3 separate regions of the Mus musculus genome follow, and all the other regions are linked to region 1. The links are chromatin contacts, called in public capture Hi-C and promoter capture Hi-C maps. All regions are on one chromosome and are shown on one strand. Each heading gives the region's core, a stretch centred on a gene start, on an enhancer-like site or on the middle of the called end of the contact. The rest is flanking DNA. Distances are from core to core; before and after follow the strand shown. Region 1 holds the start of Fgf16 (fibroblast growth factor 16). Region 2 holds the start of Fndc3c1 (fibronectin type III domain containing 3C1). Region 3 holds the start of Magee1 (melanoma antigen, family E, 1).

What was found. Promoter capture Hi-C pulls out the DNA fragments that hold promoters and counts their contacts. Capture Hi-C pulls out chosen DNA fragments and counts their contacts.
Region 2: a promoter capture Hi-C map of embryonic stem cells shows a contact between it and region 1, with 6 times the contacts expected there. The contact joins the promoter of Fndc3c1 here to the promoter of Fgf16 in region 1. A contact is called at or near these places in 1 of 39 promoter capture datasets (embryonic stem cells), 1 of 484 Hi-C or Micro-C datasets (embryonic stem cells) and 1 of 9 other capture datasets (embryonic stem cells).
Region 3: a capture Hi-C map of embryonic stem cells shows a contact between it and region 1, with 5 times the contacts expected there. The contact joins the promoter of Magee1 here to the promoter of Fgf16 in region 1. A contact is called at or near these places in 11 of 39 promoter capture datasets (the 3T3-L1 cell line, cranial neural crest, embryonic stem cells and 4 more), 9 of 484 Hi-C or Micro-C datasets (Th1 cells, embryonic stem cells, reprogramming fibroblasts and 1 more), 8 of 115 datasets of contacts at active chromatin or transcription factors (embryonic forebrain, embryonic stem cells, fetal liver and 2 more) and 2 of 9 other capture datasets (embryonic stem cells and macrophages).

Annotation. Positions count from the first base shown.
Region 1 is chrX:105,762,807-105,765,934 of GRCm38.p6, forward strand. Fgf16 (fibroblast growth factor 16) reads left to right here and starts at 1,671. Exons shown (of 3, transcript NM_030614.2): 1 at 1,671-2,008. The coding sequence starts at 1,735.
Region 2 is chrX:106,483,821-106,486,948 of GRCm38.p6, forward strand. It overlaps Fndc3c1 (fibronectin type III domain containing 3C1), which reads right to left and starts at 1,409. Exons shown (of 27, transcript NM_001007580.1): 1 at 1,125-1,409.
Region 3 is chrX:105,118,933-105,122,060 of GRCm38.p6, forward strand. Magee1 (melanoma antigen, family E, 1) reads left to right here and starts at 1,446. Exons shown (of 1, transcript NM_053201.4): 1 at 1,446-3,128. The coding sequence starts at 1,679.

The DNA of each region.
Region 1 (3,128 bases), core at 421-2,920:
AGCTAAAGAAGCACAGCAGAAACAAGCCACAGTGCTGTTCCAAACTAAGAATTGCTATGGGTCCAGGATGTGAGCACAGGGTGCACGTGGAGCCTTAGAGTAGGGCCTCAAATTGCACTGAGTTGTGGGGAGGCTTGTTTACTCATTTTATGGTAACCCTGAATTTGAACTTGTGGCTCGGTGGGGTCTCCAGCAGGAGGCGCAGTAAAGGCGCCGAAGGGTAGGATTGGGGGTTCAGTCACTACCAGAACCTGGGAAGGCGGCCAGCGCCTGCTGCGTGTGAAAACTGCAAGCAACAACGCCATTTAATAAGGAAGAAGGAGGCGAGCGCCAGAGGCCCAGAGGGACCGTGGGGTTCAGGTGCGGGGCAGAGATGCAGGGGCTTGCGGCAGGCAGGCACCTGCTCGCCAGGTCCTCTCCACCCAGCCTCTCTTTCTGGCAGCCGCCAGTTCCCACCCCTGACGGCCGCTCTTCCTGATAGAGTTTCTTGGAACAGGGCACAGGACAGAGCGAGGAAACACCTGTTTCCAACAAGAAAAGAGGTGTATAGGGGGAGAGCCCCCACCAGGCTTCCAATGGCCTCTCACAGAGCTTGCTCTCCTGAGCCTTGTAAAAGCGCGCCCAGAAATCCATGGAGATCATTTTTCAAAAAGATCGCTTTCTATGTCTTAGCCTCCACCCCTCTATGTCTAAGCCACAACGTCCTTTTTAAAAAGTCTTCTTTCCCTCTGGGATTTCCCGCTCCTCCCAGACCCTTTAAGCGCCCCCACCCTTTGGTGCCTGCAGGGACCTCCACCACCTCTCAAGACCTTACAGCTGCAACTGCGTTTGGCTTCCAGAACGTTTTCGCTTCCTCAGACCCCTGTGGACCTACAGGTGGGGAGTGGGACTAAAGGGCAGCAGAACAAAGGAGCTGGAGCGCCCCTGTCCCGGGCCAGATACCCCTTCCGCAGCCTCTTTTGGGCCAGAGAAGAGGAGCTCAACAGCGCGAGGACTCCCTCCCCCCAGCCCCGGTCTCCGGCACTTCCCAGAGGGGAGCAGCGGGAGGATGCGTGGGAGGCGGGGGTGGCCCTTGCAGCAGACCGACAGACAGACCCCGGAGGAACTAGCCTGCGTGGCCGTGGTCGCCAATGGCCTCCACGTACTGGGCTCCGTTATTTCATCAGCAGTTTAAGAAAACCTGCCAAAAGCAGTTATGCCTCACTGCAATGTGTAGCTTTTTCCTGCCATTTTTTTCATAATAAAAGAGGGAGTGAAGCTCGCTCGCTCGCTCCCCGCCTCCACCCCCCTCTCCCAAAAAGAGCCAAATGGATACGAGAAGGGGGGAAAAAAGGAAAGAACCCACACACCAATCTCTGAGGGGATGCCAGTGAGGTGTGGCTTGTATTTAAATATCCAATATGTCAATGGAAGGGGAGTGGGTACGTATATAAAGTGCCATTTGCATCTGATAGCTCCAGGAAGCCAGCTATGAGAGGCCAGGAGAGATGGATGCGGAGGGGAAGCCGAACTTTAACTGAGAGCAAGGTCAGGAGCGCGCTGCCCCACGCTCCCCGCCGCTGAGAAGTTCTTTGGACGCGAACAGACGTGTGCTGCAGCTGGGCAGAGCGCGGAGCCGAGCAGCGAGCGAGCGAGCAAGCGAGCGCCGCCGACCCGCCCGCCCGCGCCCGCCGCCAAGACAGGCAGTTCGCGCCCCGGGGCCCCGGCTCGGCCCGCGCCGCCGCCGGCCCCGCCATGGCGGAGGTCGGGGGCGTCTTTGCCTCCTTGGACTGGGACCTGCACGGCTTCTCCTCCTCTCTGGGGAACGTGCCCTTAGCTGACTCCCCGGGTTTCCTGAACGAGCGCCTGGGCCAGATCGAGGGGAAGCTGCAGCGCGGCTCGCCCACAGACTTCGCCCACCTGAAGGGGATCCTGCGGCGCCGCCAGCTCTACTGCCGCACCGGCTTCCACCTTGAGATCTTCCCCAACGGCACGGTGCACGGCACCCGCCACGACCACAGCCGCTTCGGTGAGGACCCGGCCGTGGAGGGGTGGTGGGGGAGAGGGAGCGGACGGACCGCGGACTAGGGAGCCGTCGACGCGGGGCTGTCCCGCAGGGGTCCCCCCGAACCTTCTAGCACCGGACGCCGTCCGGACCCGTCGGGGTGGGATGCGGTGGCAGGGCCCTAAGCCTGGCGGGGACTCGGTGGCCCCCCGCGCCCCGCGACGCTCCCCGGAGGGGGCGGAGGCGCCTCGCGGTGCGGCCTCTTCCAGCCGCTCCACCCTCCCTCCTCCCGGAGCAAGGGGTTCCCCGTGAGAGCCCATCGTCGGGTCTCCGAGGGAAGCAGGTGGAGTCTGGAGAGGAGCCGAAGTCCTCGACTAGGAGGCAGGGGACCGCGGCCAGAGGAGTCTTAAGGGTGGCAGACCCGTCGCGACTGATCGCCCAGAGCAGGAGCCTCCACGGGCCAGCGGCCCTTACCCAAATCACTTTTATCTGACGGGGATCCGGCCGTCATGGCACTGGTCATCCTCAGGGGTGGCTCTGCCCAGGGTAGAAGCCAATCCAGGCAGCACAGCATGAGCCTGGGAGCCTGGGAGCTGAGAATCTAGAAAAACCTTGGGGTGCCCACTGCCTATGAACAAGTCTTGGGTATCTTTTGCCCAGAACTTACTCCTCGCCCACGTGAGGGAACTGCCCCGAACCCACTGCCAGCCCCAGAAACAGGAAATGTCTAATCTCCAGGCAAGATTGCCTCTGCCAGCCTGCGACTGTACAGATTGTTCAGAGCACCCAGCTGCCTGCATCGCCATACAGAACTAATTACACGATTAATATAAACCTTGATCTGGGACGGCAATCTTTAGGCTTCTAAGCAACTGTGTTCCCTCTTCTGTAATTTGCCGGGTTTTTTATTTTCAATTTCCTATTCATTATTAAGCCATCAAACAGGTGTGGTGACAGCTAGCCTTTCTCCTCCGCCGCAGTGTCCTCGGCTTCCTCCCTAGGTCCTTGTAATGCAAGAAGCGCACTTTCTGCCCCCAAGCCAGTCCGAAGCTCTGCTACCCTCAAGCAGGACACGGTTCATTTTTTTCCTATCCTTCCCATCTTCGCATTCTATCCATGGTTTTCTAGAGCTGCGTCTGGAGTC
Region 2 (3,128 bases), core at 159-2,658, 720 kb after region 1:
CAGGAGACTACCTTTAATTTGCTACCCTTCATGAACATTTTACGTCTTGATGAATGATTAAAATTAACATATATCTCGCTTGTGGAGAAAAACATGAGCACAAGTTTCTGAGAACGAATTTTCCGTTCTTCACAAAACAAAACGCAGGGTAACAAAATATTTACAAAACTAAACCATGAACGCTCCCTGGTATTCCTGTTACGCACTCTATATGACACAGATATTACTTTAAGAATCATATTTCAAGTATATTCATTATGTGGAATGTCAAAGGAGGGGGCAGAGTGCGCCAGAGCCGGGCAAGGCACAGGGAACTTTGGTGCGCAGTACCCAGCCTAGTACCCAGTAGCAAAAGAGCTGTTTTCTCCTTTTTCAGGTGTTTAAGTTTTAAAGAAATGTTTAAATTCCTTAATCCCCTTTAATCTGTCAGAATAATGAGAAAATAATTACGAATTTCTTAAATGAATTTGGCATCAAAATAATTTCCAAACAATTAATTTGTTTGTTAAGTAGACAAAATTCGGGATGAAAAATTTCCAACTGTACCACCGGGAAGGAACCAGACAACGTGCTTCCGAGTATTTCACAAGGCAACTCATTCAAGCAAGCAAGCAAGCAAGCAAGCAAGCAAGCAAGCAAGCAAGAGCAACAATAAGAAGAAAATAAGTAGAAAGTTCAAGAACATTACCAGTTAGTTTTCTTCTAAGTTTTGGAAAAGTTTACATCCACGAAAACAACGATACCCTCAAGGCGCAATACCAAAGTACAGATATAAAACAAAACAAAATACCAACGATTTTTCAACAATCTTTCCACCTTAAGCCATAAATACTTATCCCATAGGTGGCTAAATAAATGATGCCCAGCTCAGGGCAATCCTCTTGTGTACATTCCCCAAGGAATCGAAATTTCTCCCCCTAATAAAGTGAGCACCTAGTTCACTTACCAGTCAATGTATAAACGAAAAAGAAAAAGGAAAAACAAACAAACAAACAAAACAAAACCACAGAACGGAATTAGAAAAGATTTTCTGCAAAGCGTTCACAGAGAGTAAGAGCTCCGAATTCTGCAACTAATTGCACACAGAAAAGTATAGATAGTTGCTACAAAGTCAAGGAGCATACCTAAGCAGATACAAAAATGCTTCTCCAAAAGCCTCGCTCTTCATTCAGGTACTTCTCGATCTGACTCCAGATAGCAAGAGATCCGGCGACAGTGACCGATTCAAGATTAAGAAAAGTAAAAGACCGGGCTGGAAAACAGTCACAAATACAAAGACAAGCAAGTGAAGCTAAGCGAAGAAAGGGAGCTGGCGGGACCTATGGGGCAGGCCACCGGACGCGAGGCACAGGAGAGCAGTAGAAGGTCCATGCGGCACCCAATGGCTGGAGGGGACCGCGCCTTTTACATGGTCTGAATGGAGACGAAAGCCCAGATGTAGGAGGAACTTTCGGTGTCCTCTTGCCCTCCCCCCACTCCCCGATCCCAAACTCAGAAACTCTTCCCTCCAAAAATATCCCCTCACCTCCTCGAGTCGGCCCCAGCAGCGGTGTAACCCTATCCATCAGCATCCCAGCAACAGGCACATCCAGCCCCTGGCCTGTTGGCCCCGCCCCGCCCCGCCCCCTCGCCCCTCGCCGCCCCTCCCTCACCGCCTCGTGCTTCTCTCGCGTTCCATCCGGTCACCACCGCACGGTCCGTGCCCCCTCCGCGCTCACCCGGCCGCCTGCTCACGCCCCCTTGGCGGGGTGGCCAGCTCGCGTCTCCAAAGACGCCAACAGCCGTTGGGGGTGGGGGGTTCGGGGGGTGGAGAAAGAAAGGCACAAAGTTAGGAGCTACAGCAGCAGCTGTTCGGAGCCCAAAGGCTGAGAGGGGAGGGGTGAGAAAGAAAAAGTGACAGGAAAAGAAAAACAAGAGTGGCTGGGGGCCCGCGCCCCCCGCTGTCGACGCAGTGGGGTCACAGGCCCGCGGCCCCAGGAGGGTACCAACAGACTAACCAGGCCACCAGGTCAGGGGAAAAGGGAGGGAGGGGGCGGGGACTGGCCGTGGCTCCTTGACCGCCCCTCTCACCCGGTGCTGACAAAGATCCCATTCTTTCCTATTATCCCTGGTGGGTCTTCTCTGTCTTTTAAGCCCCTGAGCTTTTCCGAAAGCCCTGGACCTCATTGCTATAGTGTGCAAGCAACAAGTTATTTCAGGAACAACTGAGAGTGGTGGATTGAGCACTCCTAGATTTCAATGGCTGAGGTTTTCGGGCACTGAAAGACCTCTGCTTCTGAGGTCTGCTCAGGGCAAAATGAGCCCAAAGTGAGTGCCAGGCTGGGTGCAAGGGAGCTTGTTGGAAGGCATTGCCCCCCTTCCCAACCACAGAAGGAATACCACTCATCAAACTTTACCTACTTGCTCCTCTCTTGCCTTTTTTGCATTGTTTTTGAGGTCTCTCTGAGCCTGAGAACTCACGAGTGACTGCAGTGGTTCTCATTTTTCTTGGCTAAGGACTGTCAGTTGAGAGAGGTTCCCATCCCCAAATCTAGATAGTTCTGAGCCCTACTTTGACTCTGCAGGCGGTCCTTAGCTGGTCCCAGATTTGTCCCATACAGCTGCCATCCTCTGTTGCCAGGCTTTCTGAAAGAGGGTTAAAACTCATCGATGGACATCAAAGGACACTGACTCAGTGCGTGTCTACCCCCCAACCCCCAGGCCCGGGTATGGAAAGCTACTGCTCTGAGTTCTTTCATATGAGGGCCTTTTACCTCTTTGTATACTACGCTATTCACTCATTTGCGCAATCGTGGGACCGGCCAACCTTTTCTTCCGTTCTCTTGTGAGATTAGCACTCCCAATTTGCAAACCTATCTCCTTGGTCATTTTATTGTGTGGATTCTGTTTCGTAAGGGTCTGTGGCAGCTGCGGCCCCAAAGTGAAAGGGTCCAGAAGAGGAAATTGCTGAATCATAGAATTGGACAGAAGTGTTCTTCTAACAAAAGGATTTGTGAGGTGAAAGGGCAGGAACACTTATAAAATACTATAACTCACAAAGAACGGTGTGGTCAGGCTCCTTTTTTCCTGCCAACCTCCACCCCCATCGCTGTCATCTCCAATAAAAGGATTTAAAATTTTCCCTAGCC
Region 3 (3,128 bases), core at 196-2,695, 640 kb before region 1:
AAACATAGCTATGTCATGATAAGAAGGAACAGAAATAAGCCAAATGTATGATAGTTAGTGTTTATTTTTTAAATAATGTGACCACCCCTGAGTGTTCCATATGTGACTGTTCTATTGTACATGGTATAATTTTGTGTGCAGCTATTAAATTAACAACTTTATTTAAATTGTGATCTCTTTTAATTCTAGTGCAGGCACATGGAAGAGCCCCTTCTTTGTGTGTGCTTGACAGTCATTAGGAAACATGAACTCTCATGCACACTAATGTGAACAAGAAGGAACACTCAACTCCCCAAATGTACACGTGTCTTCTGCTGCAGCAGAATATAGCATGGCATTTTTAACTGCATTCTGGGCTTGCTTCTCACCAGCTTGATTTTAATAGACTGTAGCAGAATCTTTGGGAAAGCTCCTCCACAAGTTTCACTTATGAAAATGAGCCTGTTCTCCTAACCATAGACATTAGCCAAGATTCAGAGGCTAATCATATGCACATATTTAGGTAATGCTGTAATAGGCCCATAGTCGATTTTGTGGACCCATGTGCTGAATGCAATGTGGATAACATAAAATATTGTTGGAATATGACACCATATGATTGATTCTGTTAAAACCAGTTGGTACTGCACAAAGCTACACAAGATTAACTTCACAGAAACATGCAGAATACTGGCAGCATAGGTAACCATGAGGCCCTATAAGGAAACCAAATGTTTCCTTCTATCCATTATCCTTCTAATTCTGGACAGCTTCCTGTGCTTTAGCTGGCTCATATTCCAGTAGCTCTTTAGTAACTAATAGAAACCTTCCCAGAGACTTGCCTCCATAAACCATGCTAATTGCAGTTTTCAAAACCTGACAGTGAGTTTTTCTAACAGACCCCATGGTGCTAACTAACTGTCCTAGGATAATTAATTTTGGGTGTGGTTGGAATAGCACTATTGAAGGACTCCACAAAAGAGATTACATTTTTCTACATTGGTAAGGGTTGGGACTGTGCAGTGAAAATTTCTAGCTAGCTACAGGTTTCCTAAGTAGAACTAAATCCCAGCCCTTTGGAGAAGGGGCAGTAATTTGAGAGGTATTAGAGGTTTCGATAGAGAAAATGACAGAGGAGACAAGGGAGGGGATGAAAGCTGCACCCTTCCATGCGCCACGCACATTTTCCCCAATGCATCCTTAGGATGCAATTTTGAAAATCTATCAAGTACCTGACACTTGGGTAGAAACCTTCTAGTAGGTACCCTGACTCTTGAGAAATAGCTAGTATTACCTCCATTTACCCATCTGCTCCAAGCTCCTTGTCTCCTATCAAAGCCTCCCTCCTGCCATTGCGCAGTTTTGGTGCAGAATCACCAGGTCCACTTTCGCAAACCCACGGGAGAGGCTGGGTTGGGCGGGGTCGCCTTGTCGCAGAGCCCAACTGCGCCTGCGCGGACTGCGGCAGAAGGCGGGGTGTGAGAGGCGAGCATTCTGAGACTAGCGTTCACAGTCGGCTAGAACCTTCGTTCTTGCCCACCACCTCTAATTTCTGCTCCTGCGACTTGCTCGGGCCTGGCAGCAGCAGCATTCCTGCTCTAGCGGCAGTTCCGTGCAGAGGCGCCTACATACCTCTCCCCCTCGTCTGTGAGATCGCGGGCCTGTCAGTGTCAGCTTCCACACGTCGGTCGACAGGACCATGTCGCTGGTAAGCCAGAATTCGCGCCGCCGCCGCGGTGGAAGGGCCAATGCGCGCAGAAACAACGGGAAGGGTCACCCTGCTGCTGTGCCAGGCCCAGACGTCCCTCGGGATCGCAACGATCCTAAGATCCTCCAGGGCCTCCGCGCCTCTGAGGGCCCTGGCACCTCCATGCTGCCCACCCCCCGGGAGGGCCCAAGCGCCTCTGTGCCGCCCACCGCCTCAGAGGGCTCAAGCGCCCCTAGGCAGTTCATCATTTCCCAGGGGCCGAACACCTCCGAGATGCCCACCTCCAGGAAGGGTCGGGGCGCCTCCCGGCCTCCTGCAGTTTCCGCAGGGCTGAACACCGCTATGTCAATCACCGCCTCGGAGGGCCCGAATAGCCCTGTGCCGCCCACTGCTCCTAAAGGCTCAAAGGCCTATGAGCATCTCCCTGTCTCAGAAGGGCTGGCCATCTCTGAGCAGCGTCACTCTGATGGGGGCCCTAACATGGAGCCCACCCTGGGTGAGGGCCCGGGAATCTCGGTGCCGCCCACCTTCTCTGAGGAATCGGGCATTTCTGATGAGGGCTTGAGCATCTTTATGTCGCCCAACATCTCGGAGGGACCGGGTATCAACGAGCCCTACTCCGTTAGTGAGGACCCAAGCACTTCGGTGCCGCCCACTGACTCTAATGGACTGGGCATCAACCTGCCGCCCACCTTCGGTGAGGGCCTGAGCATCTCTATGCTGTTCTCCGCTTTGGAGGAACCCGACATCTTTGCGCCGCCCCCCTCCGCTGAGGGACTGTTCGCCTCCATGTCGCCCCCCTCCGGTGAGATCCAGAGCTCCTGGGTGTCGCCCATCATAATGGAGGGATGTAACGTCAACGTGCCGCCCACCTCCAAAAAGGGACTGCGCACCTCGGTGCCATCAGCTGCTTGTGAGAGCCCGAGCACCTCAGCCGAGGGCCTGAGCTCGTCCCTGTCATCCATTTCTGCTGAGGGCTTCTGCAGCTCGCTGGCGCCATGCGCTGCGGAGGGATCCTGTGAGCTGCTTCCCTGCGGGGAGGGCCGGAGCACCTCGGAGCTGCACTGCCTGGGGGAGGGGTCGAGCACCTCGCAGATGTCCCTAGCTGCCGAGGGCCCTAGCGCTTCTGGGATGCCCACTGAAGCTAATAACCCCGAGGAAGCACTGAGCTGCTGTGCTTCTGAGCGCAGGAACAAGAGCACCTCCCGTGCTCTGCAAAAGGCCAAGGATCCATCTGTACGCCCAAAGCGTGAAGACCGCTTCCTGGATTTCCAGGTCCTGAGAGACAGTAAGAATTCCAACTCCATCACCATTATGGGCCTGGGCACCTCCCGCGTTGCTCTTACCTTGAAGCCTCAGGATCCCATGGAGCAAAACGTAGCAGAATTGTTGCAGTTTCTGCTGCTGAAGGATCAGACCAAGTACCCTATCAAGGAATCTG